Linked DNA regions of Sus scrofa: region 2 is linked to region 1. A link is a contact called in public HiChIP or PLAC-seq data. All regions are on one chromosome and are shown on one strand. The core of a region is the stretch at or near the end of the contact, and the rest is flanking DNA. Distances in the headings are between cores, read along the strand shown. Region 1 holds the start of RNASEK (ribonuclease kappa). Region 2 holds the start of LOC102159363 (putative uncharacterized protein FLJ38447).

Region 1 (3,414 bases), core at 253-2,752:
GGGCGGCTGGGTTGGAGACAGGGAAGGTTTCTTGGAGAAGCTCAACCAATTCTCCTTTCCCAGGAGCTTGACTTCATGCTTGGTGACCAGCTCAAAAATTCCTGACTCTTCTTTTTTTTTTTGCCTTTTTTGCCATTTCTTGGGCCGCTCTCGCAGCATATGGAGGTTCCCAGGCTAGGGGTCTAATCGGAGCTGTAGCCGCCATCCTACACCAGAGCCACAGCAACGCAGGATCCGAGCCACGTCTGCAACCTACACCACAGCTCTCGGCAACGCCGGATCCTTAACCCACTGAGTGAGGCCAGGGATCGAACCCGCAACCTCATGGTTCCTAGTCGGATTTGTTAACCACTGCGCCATGACGGGAACTCCTCCTGACTCTTCTTTGGCAGCTTTCCTTCCTCCCCTTCATCTCCTATTCACACACCTACCCCCAAAGTCCCTGAACGAGAATGGTGCTCCCAAGGCAGAATAAAAACCTTCACCGCACAAGGGCTTCCCCCCATACAGTCTCAAACAAAAGAGACACAATTCACGTCTGAAGGTCATTTGCCAGCCTCTGCAGTACCCCAGGGCCTCTATTTTTCCCACGTTGCAAGTTCTCTGTCATGACCCTTCTAAGAACAATATGCACAAAATACATGGAAAAATAACACAAATGTATGCTAACCACTGACAGTGTTTGGCTCTGGGGTCTTGGGATCAAAATGACCCTTCTCAATTATGCTAAGATCACCGTCCTGACTAGAATGCATATGACAAGCTCAGCGCAAAACTGTGTTCTTCAAACACCACTATTGCCCTGAATAATATTACGGATCATCGTCTTTCACCAGCAAAGTATACAAACTTATCCTTTGGAGAATATGATCTATTCATAGTTTCAAAATCTTGTGCCTTGCCTTGCTCAAAGGATTTATGATCCGTTTTCTTAGTTTACGGCAGGGAAGCAAAGCGACATTTTTGTGGACTTACTCCTTGCTCCAGCACATCTGGCAGGACCACTCACCTTAACAACTTGTTCACTGAGTCTGCTTTCCCTGGACTTTTCCTAACGCCCGTATTTTTCCTGGACTTGGCATCCAAAACGCTTCAGTAGTCCATGCTTGGTAACAAAACGCTACCTAAGTATTTCCAGCGCCAAGAACCCTCAGCAATCTTAAGGCGCTCTTGCCACAGCAAGTAGGCTTGGGCTTGGGAGGGGGCTCCTGCCTCCTTTTCCTGGGTCAGGACGTCTATTTTAAAAGGTAGGGATGCGTAGAGAGGAGATACAGAGGTTCTCCCTCCGTTTAAATCTCTGTCTCTACTTACCACGCCCCCTTCAGGATACCACCCGTGACTATGGTATCTGAAAGAAAAATCAGATAACTTCAGTCCTCTGCCCCTAAGAGCCCATCGCCAAGGTCACCTGGGTCTCCGGCAGAGCTTAAACTCTTTCCCGAGGCCGAGCTACGGCTTCCTCCTCTTCATTTGCTGTGCCAGCTTTGGTCACGTGACACGATAGCCCCTCCCATTCATCCTGGAGAGGCGGGGGGGACGCCAAGAAGACGGGGGCCTTTACTCCAGCCTACTCTCACTTCAGCTACGTAGGGGTCAACAGAGGATTCCTAAAGGGCTGCTACGGTTCCAGACACACCGTCTGTTCCCGCCAAAGTCCGGGGGGATCCGGAAGCGCCAACATTCTCCGCTTGGCGCCCCCCACACACACCCAAGATGGTTGGATCCTGAGGCCCCGCCCCCTCAGCCGCCCTACCTGCTCTCGGTCCTCTGCGGCGCGAGCCCCCAAGTCCTGCTCGCTTTCCCCCAGCTCATCGGCCTCCTCCTGCCGCCTTTCTACCTGGCCCACCTCTAGGCGATCCCCGACTCCCTTCTTCATGGCGTCGCTTCTGTGCTGTGGGCCCAAGCTGGCCGCCTGCGGCATCGTCCTTAGCGCCTGGGGAGTGATCATGTTGGTGAGGGGACTGCCCGGCGAGAACCGGAGAGAGGGCCTGAGGGGCCCTGTTGCTGGAGGGCTGGAGGCTAGGAGACTTCAGGCCTTGGAAAGCAGCAGGCAGGCTGGAGGGGGTGGTTGATTAGCCGCTGGAGAACGAGAAAGAACTGAATTGAAAAATGGAGAACTGGGAGGGGGGAAAGGGGCGAGGGGAGCTGGAGCTTGGAATGGGAGCCGGGGATGGTACATTTGGAGACCCCTCAGGGTAAGAAGAAGAGCTGGGTTCTTGAGAGATCCTTGAGCTGAATGGAGGGCATTGGGAAAGGGAGCGCTTGGTCCCGAGAGGGGTAGCTGGGCCTTGTTTCTCGCCCCACTTGAGGAAGAAATATGGAGAAGTGCCGATTCCCCTTGACCTCCTCCGCGCTGTCCCATGATAATGACGCCTCCAGAGAGAAGGATAATCTGGGTCCCTCACTCTTCCTGCCCTTGCCCCAGCAAAGTCTTCTTTATGTCACACTCACACCCTATTCCGGGTGACTGGAGCCCAAATCCGGCAACAACCATCCCTAATCCCAGGTCGTTTTGGTAATTCCCAAACCCAGATGTTGTGGCAACATTCAAAGTGGGAGGAGTTTAGGCGGTGACCCGTCAGGTACCTGAGGTTCAACAAGCTACCCTTTTCCTTTTTTCAGATAATGCTCGGAATCTTTTTCAATGTCCACTCTGCTGTGCTCATTGAAGACGTTCCTTTCACGGAGAAAGATTTTGAGTAAGTGGAGAGGCGGCAGCGGAAATGGTCAGAATTATGGGTGGGGAAACTGCAGAAAGTGGGATGCTTGGGGCCAGGAGGCCAGGGAACTGGGTGCGGAGAGTTGCTCTCTTTGGCACACAGGAGCAGTTTTGGGTCAGACCTCAGCGACCATACTAAACCCACCACTTTGGGGCGGCTTCTTTAGTTAGGCATTTTATTTTTCTGGGCCTCCGTCCACCTCTGCAAAGTGGATACTATACTAGAACTCACCCCATAGGGTTATGAAGATTGAAAAAGATAACACACGTAAAATCTTTTAGAACGGTACCTGGCACATAGTGCTCAGTAAATGTTGGCTGCTCTTAATGTTTCTGACATTTCTCTACCTAATCCCACCCCTAGGAATGGCCCCCAGGACATATACAAGCTCTACGAGCAAGTCAGCTACAACTGTTTCATCGCCGCGGGCCTTTACCTTCTCCTCGGAGGCTTCTCTTTCTGCCAAGTTCGGCTCAATAAGCGCAAGGAATATATGGTGCGCTAGAGCACCACTGCGTTTCCCCGCTCCAGCCCCCTCTTCTATTTAAAGACCACCCGGTCAACCCCGCCCCCGCCCCGCCCCGCCCATTCTGGAGCCCTCTGCGGACTGGGTTTCCCTGGCTAGAGATGGAATCCCTTGTTCACCAACCTCGGGAGACTGCCCCCAGTGGAGGGAGGCTAGGGCTGGCCGTCC
Region 2 (3,507 bases), core at 991-3,490, 750 kb after region 1:
CACTGTAAACTATGGACACTTAAATTTTTTTCAGTAACTGAATGTTACTTTAACCTTCAATGAAATAGTCATTTATACCAATTGTTTTAAACATTCTACCCCACAGATGGTGACACTCTATAGACAATCAAGGACCCGAACCAATGCTTCTTACAATTTTATTGCATCACCTGGGATTCTTGTTAAATGCAGTCTGGGAGTTCCCGTCATGGCTCAGCAGAAACAACTCTTACTAGCACCCATGAGGACACAGGTTTGATCCCTGGCTCGCCAGTGGGTTACGGATCCAGCGTTGCCATAAGCTGTGGTGTAGGTTACAGATTCCGCTCAGACCCTGTGTTGCTGTGGCTGCGGCTACAGCTCCAATTCAACCCCTAGCCTGGGAACTTCCATATGCCATGAGTGTGGCCCTAAAAAGACCGAGGAGGAAAAAAAAAAAAAAAAGGCAGAGTCTGATTAGTAAGTCTGAAGTGGAATCCTGAGATTTTGTACTTCCAACAAACTCCCAGTGATGCTGATGCTGCTGGTCCTTGACTATAACTATGCCATCGTAAGATATTAACAGGATGTTTCAATGGAACTCATGCCATAATATAGGTGGGCGTCCAATTATGGGACACAAGTTTAAAACTGTATGATGAGCATCTTATTTTCAGTGGTGACAGTGTTTCTTGTGACTGTAAAGATAACAGCGGGAGTTTACAATCTGATGCCTTTGCCAAATGCCTCTCTCTCCTATCTTTGGTAGGCCCTAATGAGGTGACTCAGATAAAAGCCCTTTGGACCTTCTCATGCCTGCCCTTACAGGCTGAAGGGTAATTCTGAAATGATGCAAAACGCCTAACCTCATAGTAGGGCTTCATCTTGATAATTTTAGGAACACAGTACTGGGAATGGGGAGACAGTAGGCATACTACTGGGGGTAGGGGATGGGGTGGGAAGGGGTTTGGTTGATTCTTCTCAGTTCTCTTAGGTGCTAGAGAAACGAGATTAACATGCACGAAAATCAGCCTCTTCTTAAAAATCATTGACACAGAATAGCTAAAATGGGACCTGTTGCTCCCGCACAGGAGAGCTGCCCTGGACAGAAGCAAAGTCGCAGCTAGGGAAACAGTCTGTCTTCTTCCCACGGGTACATCGACTGTTTGTATCATCCCTGGGCCACTTCATCCTGAATGTGCGAGGCTGGCACAGTCAGAAGATGGGGGCGATTCGTCTAGGAGCCTCCCCAGCTCAGTATCAACACCTCCCAGGGCGTTCCCTCCTGCCCTTGGCTCACCTCCCTCATCAGTGCCAATCCCGGATGTGAGGGGGGTAGTCTTGGCACCCGCTCCCTGTACTACAGCGGGGCCCTGAGAATGCAGCTCCCACCTTCCTTCTGCCACAGCTTCAGGGTTTCGCAGTTACAGCGCGCAGCGGGTCATGTGGGCCAAGTCCTTGATCTCCGGACAGTACAACACTGGGGGAAAGAAGGAGGGTTAGTGGCGGCGGAAGGATGCTGCCTACTCGGGCGTTCGGGGTCCTCTCCCGCCACAGCCACCCCGGCCGTCCCTCACCGTTGCAGGGCAGCGGGCGCCGCCAGCGGCGCGCGGGCGCCAGCACCTGGGTCCAGAGCCGCCGGAGCGCGCGCCACCCTGCGCTCCTAGGCTCCGCCCCCTTCTCGCTCCCCTCTTCCTCTTCCTCCGCCTCGCCGCTTTCCTGGACCCGGCCACCAGCCACAGCAGGTTCGCGCTCAGCCCGCGCCTTTGCCTCCAAGCGCGACCACAAGTCCTGGTCCAGGGCGACCTCCGTGACCCCGCCGCGCGGGAGCGGGGTGGGCGCGCGACAGAAGGGGCACGTGACGACGCGGCGCAGGCGCACCACGCGCGCGGCCGCCCCGCCGCTTTCGCCGCGCGCCGCCAGCTCGCGCAGACAGGCGGTGCAGAGCGTGTGGCCGCAGCGGGCCCGCGCCGTGCCGGGCAGGCGGCGGGGCGCACGGACCCCGAGGTTGAAAGGCCGGTAGCAGATGTTGCAGTCCAGTTCGCCCCGCTCCGGAAGAGACGGCACCCTCACCAGGAGCTGCATTGTGCCCGCCGCGAACTCGAGGGCGTCGCCAACGCGGCTGGCTCCTAGGACAGAACGAGCGGGCCCGTCCTGGGGCCCGCGCCGCGGCCTCTTCCCCCTTTTAATATTGAGAGCCCGCCCGTCGAGGCGTCACGCGAAGGTCGGGCCACTCCCCGCGGCGGCACGCGTGGGGGCGGCGGAGGTGCGAGGACCGGAATGCGGCCGATGGCAGAACGGGCGAGGCGACCCAAGTGGCGGCACGACTGGAGAGGTGGGAGGCACAGCACCCCACTCCCTCCACGCCTTCCTTTACCCCCCACGCAAAGCCAGGGCTCCTTCATCCTGTGTGCAAATCCCCAGCACCCTACCTGAGCCCTGGCCCGCGGCCGCTGACGCAGGGCTTCTCACGCTCTCCCATGACCCCACCCAAACATGCTTCCTAAGCCGGTGGTCCTGCCCGTTCTGCCCAGTCTTTAGTGGGCTCCTGGGCGTTTGAGCAGATGCTGCGCTCAGTTTTCCCCATTAGATTTGACCTCCTTGTGTTCTTGTAAGGCCGGCTTCCCAAATTTTATTTTCCTCAAACTCTCAACTCCCAGCTGACGTCTCAGCCCGTGGAAGGACCTAGATTCCAGGCCCGAGGCCCTAGGAATGCTGGGAATCCTCTCCTGCCTGCATAGCTAGGCCTGGTCACCCACACACCATGGTGGCTACAGCAAAGCAGCACAGCCTGAGTTCTGACTCAGAGGTCTGACTTCCCCCCACAGGTAAACAGGACATAGTACTCCCAGCCCACACTGCCTCGTGGTGCCACCCCCACCCTCCACTCCCCAGCCACCTCCTTGCCCTCCTCTCCCGGGCCTGCAGTCCTGAGTCTGTTGGGAAGGTTTATAGCGCAGACTCTAGACCCAGGTTACCCGTTGTGATACCTTGAGCAGGTTTCTTAACTTCTCCGGGCTTTGGTTTCCTCATCTGCATAAAATGTGGTTGATGATAGGATTGAATCAGCTCTGTATGTAAGGTGCTTAGAGTGATGCCTGCCACACAGTTAACACCGCATATTGGCTATTACCCTGTGTCCCAGCCTATGTTGTGTTCACTTTAACTTCTCGGTACCCAACATTTTCAACACCCATCTCTTTTGGTCAATACAAAATGGGCTTTTCCACACCCATGGCGTTTACTGGCTTTAACAGGCAATGTAAAGCTGGTTTTTATTTTATTTTTTTGCTTTTTTTTTGGGGGGGGGGGCACACTCACGGCACATGGAGGTTCCGAGGCTAGGGGTCCAATTGGAGCTGTAGCTGCCAGCCTGTGCCACAGCCACAGCAACGTCAGGTCCAAGCTGTGTCGGCCACCTACACCACAGCTCACAGCAGCGCCAGATCCTTCACCCACTGAACGAGGCTGGGGATCGAACCTTCATCCTCATGGATGCTAATCAGATTCATTTCTGCTAAGCCATGA

Evidence for each region. HiChIP or PLAC-seq counts read pairs in DNA pulled down with a chosen protein or histone mark.
Region 2: a contact with region 1 is called in an H3K27ac HiChIP or PLAC-seq map of alveolar macrophages. The contact joins the promoter of LOC102159363 here to the promoter of RNASEK in region 1. A contact is called at or near these places in 1 of 47 Hi-C or Micro-C datasets (liver) and 1 of 2 datasets of contacts at active chromatin or transcription factors (alveolar macrophages).

The regions. Positions count from the first base shown.
Region 1 is chr12:52,415,401-52,418,814 of Sscrofa11.1, forward strand. It overlaps RNASEK (ribonuclease kappa), which reads left to right and starts at 1,503. Exons shown (of 3, transcript XM_003358238.4): 1 at 1,503-1,952; 2 at 2,623-2,699; 3 at 3,084-3,414. The coding sequence starts at 1,503. The coding sequence ends at 3,225.
Region 2 is chr12:53,164,178-53,167,684 of Sscrofa11.1, forward strand. LOC102159363 (putative uncharacterized protein FLJ38447) reads right to left here and starts at 2,241. Exons shown (of 2, transcript XM_005657036.3): 1 at 1,557-2,241; 2 at 1-1,459. The coding sequence starts at 2,064. The coding sequence ends at 1,404. LOC100525078 (a long non-coding RNA gene) reads left to right here and starts at 1,931. Exons shown (of 3, transcript XR_002337363.1): 1 at 1,931-2,314.